Linked DNA regions of Zea mays: regions 2 and 3 are each linked to region 1. The links are chromatin contacts, called in public Hi-C maps. All regions are on one chromosome and are shown on one strand. Each heading gives the region's core, a stretch centred on a gene start, on an enhancer-like site or on the middle of the called end of the contact. The rest is flanking DNA. Distances are from core to core; before and after follow the strand shown.

Evidence for each region. Hi-C and Micro-C count contacts between places; a contact is called where the count stands out from the background.
Region 2: a contact with region 1 is called in a Hi-C map of leaf, with 3 times the contacts expected there. The contact joins the promoter of LOC100192627 here to the promoter of LOC100274309 in region 1. A contact is called at or near these places in 7 of 25 Hi-C or Micro-C datasets (bundle sheath, endosperm, leaf and 1 more).
Region 3: a Hi-C map of tassel shows a contact between it and region 1, with 5 times the contacts expected there. The contact joins the enhancer-like site here to the promoter of LOC100274309 in region 1. A contact is called at or near these places in 9 of 25 Hi-C or Micro-C datasets (bundle sheath, ear, endosperm and 3 more) and 2 of 3 datasets of contacts at active chromatin or transcription factors (leaf and seedling).

Annotation. Positions count from the first base shown.
Region 1 is chr1:236,019,977-236,023,785 of Zm-B73-REFERENCE-NAM-5.0, reverse strand. LOC100274309 (Double-stranded RNA-binding protein 2) reads right to left here and starts at 2,186. Exons shown (of 3, transcript NM_001148672.1): 1 at 1,855-2,186. The coding sequence starts at 2,100.
Region 2 is chr1:236,196,805-236,200,613 of Zm-B73-REFERENCE-NAM-5.0, reverse strand. LOC100192627 reads left to right here and starts at 1,945. Exons shown (of 19, transcript NM_001329573.1): 1 at 1,945-2,381; 2 at 2,846-3,240; 3 at 3,530-3,689; 4 at 3,804-3,809. The coding sequence starts at 3,002.
Region 3 is chr1:235,880,114-235,883,922 of Zm-B73-REFERENCE-NAM-5.0, reverse strand. No RefSeq gene overlaps it. Among protein-coding and RNA genes, the nearest start is that of LOC100275748, 17 kb to the right of the region's middle. Within about 2 kb of position 2,177, at least 16 of the 20 cell types and tissues checked have an H3K27ac peak or open chromatin away from gene starts, as enhancers often do. A contact at or near this core is called in bundle sheath, ear, leaf and 3 more, where this site is marked.

The DNA.
Region 1 (3,809 bases), core at 937-3,436:
TTTTTAAAAATTCTGGCCAAATAGTAGCTGCTTTTTTACCATGTGGTCACAATCCAAACTCCCAAATTGCACAGAACCACCTTTGTGCAGAACACAGACCGACAAGAACACCCACCATGCAGCAAGGCGGCCATCGCACTCGGCCCGTAATCCTGCACCAAGAACCCTGCCTAAAAGGCCGGGAGCAAAGCGACGTCCCCGCACTAGCACCAGCAGCCACACTCACACTGTCTCATCAATCCACGGAAGCCAGCCAAATCCCAGACGCTGGATAGCAAACAAAGCACTAGGAAGGCGCACTTCTGGTAGCAAGCCGGCTCCCAGCACTCTCAGCCCCCATGGCTGACCTGATCTGACCGGACCGTATCGAGAAAAGACACCACGCATAGGCGCAACAACGCCACCACCACCACCCCTTCTCTGCCCTTGCCCCATGGTGGGCTCTGAGGGGGGGCTGCCTGCCACTAAACCACTCGGGCCCACCGGCATTGACCTGCGATGCCCCGGTTAGGTGCGGGCGGCCTCCGATTCAATTCCCCCCACCCACTCGCATTAATATCAGGCACTATAAAGACCGAAACCAAATCCCCCTTTCCCCACCGTTTCACACTGACAGTTCCACGCGCTGGTTAATCCCGTTCAATTCAAAACCCCGTCTGTACTGCGTACAGCGTACCCTCCATTTGCAACTCGGCTTCCAAGTCAAGTGTACGCGGATACTACTCTTTAAAGTATACCAATTAATGCGCCCATTAATAATGGACAGGTTTGGCTAATCGGGGTTTACCAATTAATGGCACGAAGACTTTCGCAGTCTACCACCAATATCGGTGCGGGGACGGACGGAACCCTAGCGGTAATACCGAAGCTGTAAGAAACTCCTAATTTGTCAGTCAATGCCGGGTTTGTTTATCAGAAGCAACGTCACCGTTACGGCGCGAGAGAGAGATTAAAGAATAGTGGCGGGTTAATGGCCGGCGCAGGGTACGAACAAGTTAAGAGGCTTGATTGCGTTTAGTACATCCATCGCGTAGAGTGGGAACTAAGCTCTGTTCATTAACTAATCCGCGCCCACTTATAATAAAAAAATGAAATCACAGTGGCAAGAGAACGACATGATTGTATTTTGGTCATAAAAGATGAGGAAGAGTTTTTTTTAACCCGATGGCTGAAAAAATAAGCGGGCTCGAGTATTGCAACCTTTTTTTCTTGAATCAAAAGAATCCTCTCTTTTAAAACTAACAAAAAAAAGAAAAGGCACCGGGAATTTTTTGCACGAAAAGAGTTACAGCTTTCCGTACCAATTATCCCCTGCAATTCATGCTGCTCACGAGCTCCAACCCAATCCAAGCAGATTCTTAAAGTTATGACTTCACAACTCGTTCTTTTAGAAAAAAAGAAAAAAACAAGAAAACAGATTATACCACTAGAACGATTCAAACGCAACGGGTGATGTGTTGCTAAATCTCTCCAAAATCGCCAACATTATGTACGATTCGAACGTACATGCCGCGGCGCTGGAACAGGAGGTGCGAACTAAACAGCCAAACTAGACGCCATTTTTTTTAAACCGAGCAAACGCGGACGACTCGCCCTGCATAATCAATAGCCCACGAGAACTCCGTGACGAACTGCAGGAGCAGATGGTTCGAGCGATCTACAGACGATCAACTAAACCCGGACGAGAAGCACCCGCATATCCCCAAATTCCACCGTCGAGAAGCGTTTGAAACAAGCACCCCGAGAAATAGAACTAAAAAAAATACCACGCCAGGGGAAACTACTCGCGCAAAAGCGAGGGGCACGCGGAGGAGGAAGGATAGGGGGCAAGAGGCGCCCGCGCGCGCGGCTTACCAGGATGCGGGCGGCGAGCGAGTAGGACGGGCCGCGCCGCGCGAGCGCGGCGAGCGCGACCTCCGCGGCGGCGTGCTCAGCCTGGCGGAGCGTGCTGAAGAAGCCGGGGCTCTCGAACTGCTCCCCGTTGAAGTTCACCGCCGCCTTGAACCGCGGCGCATGGTCGGGCCCCTCCCGCAGGCACGTGTAAGACGGCAGGTTGAAGCAGCTCCGCTGCGCCAGCTCCTGCAGCTGGTTCTTGTACATGGCCGCCCACCTCCGCACCGAACCCCACCGATGCTCCGAGCGCCGGCCGCCGTGGCCGGAGACGGCGACACCCCTGGAGATCTGCCGTCTACGAGAAGAGAAGAGGGGGAGAAGAGTGCGAAGTGTTGCGGGTGGAACGGGAGGGGGGCTGTTTATATTTTCTTTTTCTGTTCCATTTTTTGGAAGATTTTAATGCTACTGCCTGCCTACGGTTACTAGCCAGGCGGATGACAGCTGGGGTCCCAGCACCAGGCACGCTCCTTCGTGTGTTCGGATTTTCTTTTTCTTTATTTATGTACTAGCACCTAGTGCGATTCTGTATTTTTTTAAAAAAAAATCGTATAGTTTTCATAAAATTCTTAGGTTAGAAACCGATGAATTGGGCAATTGTTTAACCCAATATTTTGGTTCGGTTTTGGGTTCCCTAAAACTTTAGTTTTCAGAAACCAAAACCCGATCGATTGGTTCCAAAACCGGATCGATTTTTTTACTTTGTTTTTCCTGTTTGACCAAAGTCTGCTGTTCAACGCCATTGAACGAGGTCGGCGTCACGTTGATCCCTTGCAATCTGCGTCTCGCCTCACGCCTCGTTTGTCTGGTTTTCATCGCCACGCCACCACAACACGCCCTCCCCAGTCTCCACGCGGTCCGCTCGCTCATACTCGCCAAAACGCCAAGCGCCGCCACACATCATCTGCCTGACTGCCTCACATCCAGACTTGCAGATAGGTTGCGTCGTCACTTGCTCACATAGGTTGCGCAGCCGCCGGTGCGCCGAGACGGCGCCGCTGGTCCGCTGCCGCCCACCGCTACACCTAGGCGAGCCACCTCCGTTACGAGTTCGAGCTGGCTCGTTAAGCTAACGAGCTAGCTCGGCTCGGCTCGTTAAAGTAACGAGCCACAGAGTCAGTTCGGTTCGGCTCGTTTACGAGCTCGAACTGACTCGTTTAGCTCGCGATCTAGAGCAGAAAAAAATAAAATGTACATAATAATTATTTTTAGTTAATTTAAAACTAATTTAACAATAGAAAATATTAATTATACTCATAGTTTCACAAACCACGTCAATATAACATCAAATTAGCACAATTCATCACTCATTAATTCACAATTCACATACATGTTCATCAGTTTAACCCATAATTATATTTGCATAGACCAAATTAACACATAGACATAGTTCATTAACCATTAGTTTAATTCATAGGCCATAGACACCTCACATATATATAACATGTTCATCAATTATTCTGTAAATGATATGCATATAGTTTTATTTTGTTGGAATATGGTAGCTCGTTTAGCTCGCGAGCTGGCTCGTTAACGAGCTGAGCTAGGATGTCAGCTCAGCTCGTAAAAAAATTTAAACGAGTCGATCCGAACCGACCTGATCATAAACCGAGCGAGCCAGCGAGCCACGAACATTTCGTGGTTTATTTTAAGTAATATGTAGAAATGATGATGATGGTTATTAGGTTGATCAAGTGTTTAATATTAGAAAAGAGAAGGAGATGAAAACAATCCTGAAGACAAACAGATATGCTACTTTACATTTCGAGATACCATAAAGCACATGTGTTGAGCACGAGATTTGGCAATTGGGTATGGTCGTACGGTCTGGTCATGTGGTCTGCACGATTTGTGTCTCGGACAATCCACGAGAATAGCCCAGACGATCCGTTATTAGATTAATTCAGATGAGAGTTCTT
Region 2 (3,809 bases), core at 696-3,195, 180 kb before region 1:
GAAGGGAAGCCCTCGTTTCAGCTTCATGCTGCCACGACACCCAAAATGCTGAATTCGTGTGGATATACAACGTGTCACCAACGAGCTCGTATTTTGCTAGATAGCTCAACCATAACCCGATATCCTTTTTCTGCACACACAACATTTTTAGGAGAGCTCCTGGAAACAGCCTAAGCGAAAGCTACCCTCTCTCTGTGTCTATGTAGTGGACGATACATAAGGCAAGTTCTAGTTCGACCCTAATACCGACCCCAACGTTGCGATGCAAATGGGTGAGGCAAACAACCGTTATACGTGGGTGTAAAATAGACAGTGGTCACATAAAAAAGGAGAGACATCCAACAATGTGATGCATTAGATGAAAAAAGTGTATTTATTGTGTTTTGACGGGCGGCTCCCATGCATTGCTAAGTGATATGCATAGAGGAGAGAGTGTATGCAATTTTAGATTTCGGTCAGACCACGAAAAATGCATCGTTATTGTACATGCTCTATTATATTGGAAGGTGTTTTTTTACCGAAACAGTGGTTGTGAGCGATACTTAGGGTCAGGGTCGTTCCTGAGATTTTAGGGGCCCTGGGCGAAAACTTATAAGTAGGCCCTTTTAACCCATAAGTAGGTCCTTTTAACCCATGTGTATATATATATAATATCTATATATGCATATATATAATTATAAACATATATGTTGAAAGGTTCAAAAATTATATTAACTAAATTAATAAAAACTTACTTGGCACATTGGATTATCTTATAAAGTTTCTTCGAACACTCTTTAATACAGAGACATTGAGTATGTTATTAATATCGACATATACTATTTCAATCTTGATGATATGATATAACCATATATGTGGACGTAATCGTAGCTTGTCTCTTATATAACCGTAATTACTTGGCAAGAATTAGGGCACTTTGGAAATAGGAAATGACGTATACCGTATACTAGTAAAGTGTTCGTACATTGCTACGTTTTCTATTTACGATTAAGTATATAATATAAAACATAAAGACATGTGTGTTCTATTGGCTAAGTGAGTGTAAATGTTGGTTTAAAGCCAACAATTATGGTTTGAATCCTTATTGTACATAATGTTAGCATTTTTCATTTAAATATAGAATGCACAATGACAGTGGAAATCATGGAACTAGAAAAATGGTGTTTAAATATAGTAGAGACGTGAACGTGATCATAGCTTGGCTTAGATATTTTGATCGATCAACTAACAAAGCGAATGTTGTTTGTTTAGTCTGATTTAATCACCAAACACTGTACTTAAATATATACTTAGTGGGGGGCCCAACATTTTGGGGGCCCTGGGCGGCCGCCCGGCTCGACCACCCCCAGGTCCGGCCCTGCTTAGGGTGTGTTTGGTTGGACGTACAAGAAGGGATAAAAGAGGACGACCATATTTTCTAGTGTTTGGATGCGAGTTACGCAAGAGCAAGGTAAACACGGGAACAATTTTTGATGGCGGCGTGATTAAAAAATAAAGGGGACAATGTCACCCCGCCTCATTTTAGTTTGATCTCGAACAAACGCATCCTTATTACCTGTGTGCATCGCGTGATGCATAACGCCGTTGGGTCGGTCTAAATTATGAATCACATCTATAATACCTACATTCGCAATGTAGGATTTTTCTCCTGCTGGTTTTCACATAAATAATAAACCGTTTGTTTGGTCACTGCCTCACTGCAATTTCGTTGTCATAACTCAAACAGAGGTCAGGGTCACGCGACATTGCAATGTCACGGACAAAATAATGACGTCTTTTCCGTGGAACAGTGGTCCGCGATGCGGCCGCTACTTCTGTCCGCGGACCCCACCGCCAGCTTCAGGGGCTACGTGCACCGAGTCCAGCTGTTCTCGTGGACGTGGCCTTCCGCTCTCCTCCCTCTTCAGCTTTTTCCACCTCTTCTGCAGTTCTTCTCGTGCGCCCTCACAGTAGACGTGCTAGGCTGCTAGCTAGGAGCAGCTCGCTGCAGTGCTTGCTGCCACTCTTCTGTCTCCTCTTGCTGCTTCTCGCTCGCTCGTCTTTAAAGCTGTCGCCTTTTGCCGCTCTCGGCGACTCGGCTCCTGCCTCCTGCCTCCCCTCCTCCTAGTCGGCTCCTCCTGAACCCGCTGGGTTCCTCGTCTGTCGTCTCCTTCTGTTTCGACATTATCCGGCAACCGGGCGGGCTAGCCAGCACTGCTGGTTCTGGGAGGCGTCGCTGGGCGGGTGCGCGCGTGTTTTGCAGTCGATGGCCGAGGCTCCGTGCACCGTCGCGGGGGGCGGTTTGCGCGGACGCGGTGGTACGCTGTGATGCCGGTCAGCAGCTGGCGACGGTGCCCGTGCGTCTCTTGGCTGCTGGTGCGCGCGCGCGGAAAGCTGAACAGGTGAACGCGTCATTCCTCAGAGCCCCCGTTTCGCGTACCTCTGCGGCGAGCCATTGCGTGTTCTTGCGATTTTTTTGGGATTTCTTTCGACTCTGTCAAGCGATCTTCTGGTTGAGCTTTTATCTGCTTTTGCGTGGGAAGTGTGTGTGTGGGATAAAAATTGCGGATTTGAACTGCCGCTCATCTTGCGCGTTGGATTTTGTGGCCTGCAATCTCGTCTTGCGTTGCGGAATCGTGCGGTTCCAGCGTCGTTTTCCCGATCCCCTGTCCCCGACGCGGCTAATCGGCCGCATTTGCGTGTTCTGCTTCTGCAGTGGCCGCCCCTTTTCTCTCCTCGGTTTCAAGCCAAAAGCTGACTCCTTTGCGTGCTTTTCTACGTTTCTTTGCCTGATGGATAGAGACGGCACTTCGTTTTTTCAGGTTATTAAATCTTTGCTAACACCGATTTCGTTGGAATCTCGCAGGTTTTGATCGGTGTGTGAGAAGGTGGAATTGCAGGTAGCGACGGCGTGAGAAGGGTCCGTTTGAGTGTTTGACAAAGGGGAAGTGGTGGTCGGAGGCGGAGAGGACGGGTGCGTGGTGGAGTTTTGCTTTCGGTGCTGGTCGGTGGCCGTGCAACGATGGCAGCAGCCGTAGCGATGCGGAGCGGGAGCAGCGATGGCGGCGGCGGGTACGAGAAGAGCGGGATGGACACGGGCAAGTACGTGCGGTACACGCCGGAGCAGGTGGAGGCGCTGGAGCGGGTGTACGCCGAGTGCCCCAAGCCCAGCTCCGCGCGCAGGCAGCAGCTGCTACGCGAGTGCCCCATCCTCTCAAACATCGAGGCCAAGCAGATTAAAGTCTGGTTCCAGAACCGGAGGTGAGCGCTGACAAATTAGTCAGCAAATCTGTTGGAGCTTATCCTCGAGGAAGTGAATCTCGATGAATCCTTTTGTTTCTACATCGTAATGATGTGATTGGTAGAACGAATAGCCGTAGAAACATCGTAATGATGTCGTGCAAACCTGAAAGTCTGTTCCATGCTATTCTGAGCAAATGGCCAAAACGTAGTTCGTCTTCTTGATTTTCGCCAGCCCTTTACTATAGCCATGCTGATTCTGATTTGTCCGCTCTAGCTGAATTCTGTGCCCATTCTTTCATGGTGTTAGGTGCCGTGACAAGCAACGCAATGAGTCTTCGAGGCTCCAGTCCGTGAACAGAAAGTTGACTGCAATGAACAAGCTTCTCATGGAGGAGAATGAGCGATTGCAGAAGCAGGTTTCCCAGCTGGTTCACGAGAATGCGTACATGAAGCAGCAGCTGCAGAATGTAAGCCCTGGTTTTGTTAACCAGAAGCCATATCGTGGCATTTCTTTGGAATACCTGCATGCTTCTTGCTGCCTTTTGTTTTCTCTTCTGATACCATCTCTTTACTGCTTACAGCCGTCA
Region 3 (3,809 bases), core at 928-3,427, 140 kb after region 1:
TCTAAGCGAGTGCGAACATACATTCAACATTCTTGAAACGTAAAAGAACAGTACACCATATAAGGAAAAAATTATAAACGCGTGCAATACAAAAATAGAGCTCGCTTCTACGGTAAAAAGAAACGTCGAGATCGAAGCTACGATTGAGAAGTTATCGTGTTTACGTTATACAAGTATAAACCAAAACATTTAATTCGACATACTTGCATTAATCGACATTTATCAAATGTAACTAGAGATATTACCTACTTTTAATTAATCTGTTACACTAACATCTCTTAGCTAAAAAAGTAATCTAAATAATATTAGTGACTCTAAGCGAGGCAGATTAACAGCGCAAGACGAAGTGCGCGACATGTGAAACAACACGACAGCATGCGCACGGCGCGTGGATCAATGCGACACACGAGGACTATTAAATAGATAACACGTTTATACTAAACAATTATTAATAAAGAATATTTCAGTTAATATTTACCACGTTGGTGTTTGTTATAAATGCATAAGTTGAAAACCCTAAATTAGATTTAATTGGGACGCTATTTTAATAGTCATCGATCAAACAAACATTTAAATAATTAAATAAAATATGTAACAATAGAGAATAATATTTCTAACAAGTAGACAATTTTAATACAAATCTAACGTGTATTGAACGGAGCGAATCAGATTTAAAATACAAAAGATATTGCATTTTTAAACTAGACTACTTCTCTGCGCACAGTTTTAAAGACATCGCATTTTTAAACTTGTCTTTTTGGTGCAACTCCAGGTACTTCACCAAGTTGGTCTTCGGGTTTCTCGTGACCTCGTTGCTACTCGTAGAAATACATACAATAAACAAATAATGGATATAATAACATTACACCAAAACATGAGACAAACCGTGTAAGAATATTCTACGCGTCGCTACTGAGTTAGAGTGGAAAATATATGGTTTTCTCATGGTTTAAGTGATTAAGCAATAAAACTATTATAACAAATCATGTGGGAAAGATATTCTAAATAACTAATTCAACTTTAATCTATGTTATAACTTAATTAGAAATCATATTTTAGCCAAATTATAGATGGATCAAATTAACTCTGATTAGAATAGATAATCTAATCAACATAGGCTGAACAAATTAGTTATCTATTTTGAAAATAGATTGTATGATATTATAAGGTTACTAAAGTGTAGGCAAGATTATTACGAAGATAACTCAACTTGATCGGATTAAATCGAAGCTAGGATGCAAAAGTTATAGGTTAAATAAGTTTTACGGCATTTAATATTCATTTTGCACTTTAAAATAGATTCCAGGGCTATATTGTAAGTACCAAGGACCTTAATGTAATTACTTTATACATACCAAGGACGACGGGTTTGTTTTAAGAAAGTACGAGGACTCATTTGTAAAACAGAGTCGGTCGAAGGGTATCTTCTGATCTGCATCGTCGGATAAAAAATTGGCGGCATAGATTAGATCAAATCCCCTTTATGAACCGGTACACATCCTCCACCATCCGATCTAAAATATACGACGCTAGGGGGCTCCACTCCAACTTCTAATCTGGAGCATCCGGACATGATCCAACGCTTCGGATGATACGTGTGAAGTGGTATTAAGAGATCTAATCTCAGCCATCGACGATCGATCGAACGGTACACAGCTCCACTATCCTCACCCGCTGCCAACCATGGTGGCGACCCCCCCCCCCCCCCCCCCCCCCGACGGAGGCCCTGCCAGCGCACAACGCCCTAGCGTTTCAGTGTGCAATACTTCAGTTCGAAGGACAATACACGAAGAAGGGACGACGGCTAACAGCATGGGGAAACTCTCACCTCGAATCTAGCAGCAATGAGACCTGGCGACGTGGATGGGCAGCACGGCGATCTCCTGGAAGTATGGTGAGAAATCGCGCATACTCCAACTGGTTATCTCGTGTGAACGTGTCGCAGGAACCATCAGCACCCACCAACAAACCTCCCCGACCACTACACCGGACTAGAGCGTTGGTGCTGGCGGAGGGCAGCTACCCCTTCTCTCTTCCCTCGGTGGTGGTGTTTGTCACGGGGAAGATACCTTAGCTGATGGGTGGGTCCCGCATTGCAGCGAAACAGAGCCACGGTGTCGAAGGACTCTGGTGCGCGCGCGAGTGTGGGAGGCTCTAACAGTGGGGACCATGCGCCCGCGGCCGTGACGGCAAGCACACGTGGTTTGGAGGAGGGCTGGCTGACTCGAGGGGCCACGCATCAGTGGAACCATGCGCTCCAGCGCGGCTGTGGGTAAGTGGACCGGCGCGGAGGGGTAGAGCCCAACAAGGCTGAGAGGGACAAGGAAAGATGACCCATGGGTTTGTTTTCTTTTACTTTTCTTTTATCAATTCCATTTTCCTTTTTTCCTATTTTCAGTTTTTTTAGATTCAACTAATTCAATTTGGTTCAAACTAAATGCACATATAGAACTCCAGCATGTGATGTAACTTTTATATTAATTATTTATTTATGTTTTTATGCATGCAAATGCCCTTAAATAGACAACTCATACACCTGAAAATAGTTTATTCAGAAAAATAATTTTCATTGTGTAGGCCCTGTTTGGCACAGCTTATTTTCAGCTTCTTCACAAATTTAAGCTGAAGTCCTGCCAAACAGGCAGCTTCTGCAGCAACTTATCAGTTCAGCTGCTTCTCAAAATAAACTAAAAGCAGCCAACAAGCAGAAGCTGCTTTTTACCAGCTTATCAGATAAGCTGCTTTTTCAACAAGCAGCAGCTGTCCCAAACAGGGCCGTAGTCTCTACCACGATATGATCCTTTTTAGAGAGCACTTATAAATGTATAGGTCAACAAAGGGATAACTTAATTCACTTAGTGGTCTTTTCATTTGATCTTTTATTACAAAAGATATTCATTTTGGGAGAAGTGACTTCCAAGGTAAGAAAATTCTTATTAGAGGATATTTTAATTTAAAATCTTTTGGAGAATTTTCCAATATAGGAATTTGCGGTGTTACATTCTGTAAAATATCGTTCAATATGCATTTATGCCCTGAAACCATTTTTATATGCATTTATGCCTTTTTTATTTTTCAAATACCTTCTCTGTGGATGAGGGTATGCATCAGGTAGTACATGTTTGGTGATGTGCCTAGTGTTTGCAGTTTGTTCTATATCCTAATTTATTGTTATGCAGGTTCATTTGGACCATTTATAAACGTACAAACTTCACTGATTGGTCTGGTGCTTAATTATATGCTACTTTACATTTATTGAGCCAAAGCACATTATCATCGAGAGGATGGTCTAACTGGAGCCAGTATTTTGATTTTCCCGTTCAGTGTGAATTCATGATGAGCAGCTTATATTTTGATTAAGTTATTTTGTTTGCTGCTTTAAGAGGTGATCATTGTGTCCTCTTGAGGAAGAGGTGGATTTGGTGGGCCGATGAAGCTCAGCTTCTCCCACCAGAGGCATAGTCTTAAACTAAATATGGAATATGGATTGCCCTGTTGCTTACCATTATATCGAGTAGGGGCCTAGGCTCAGGCCCCACTCGTTTTAGTAGACTTTTTATCTTATTTTAATGTATCTGCAAACCCCAATTAGTTATTAGGCCTGTAATTACTCTCTCATTTAGATTTTAAGTTGGGCCCACCCCTGGTCCTACTCAGATTTTGAGTTGGGTCCGTCCCTGCCCCCTATAACTGACTTGACTGGTAAGTTTCATCTGCAAACAAAAGCTACTTCATTTTTGTGTGTTCTAGAATTTGGTTTTTTTGAGTGAAAAAACTTGATTAATCTTCAAATGATTTGCATTTTCTCG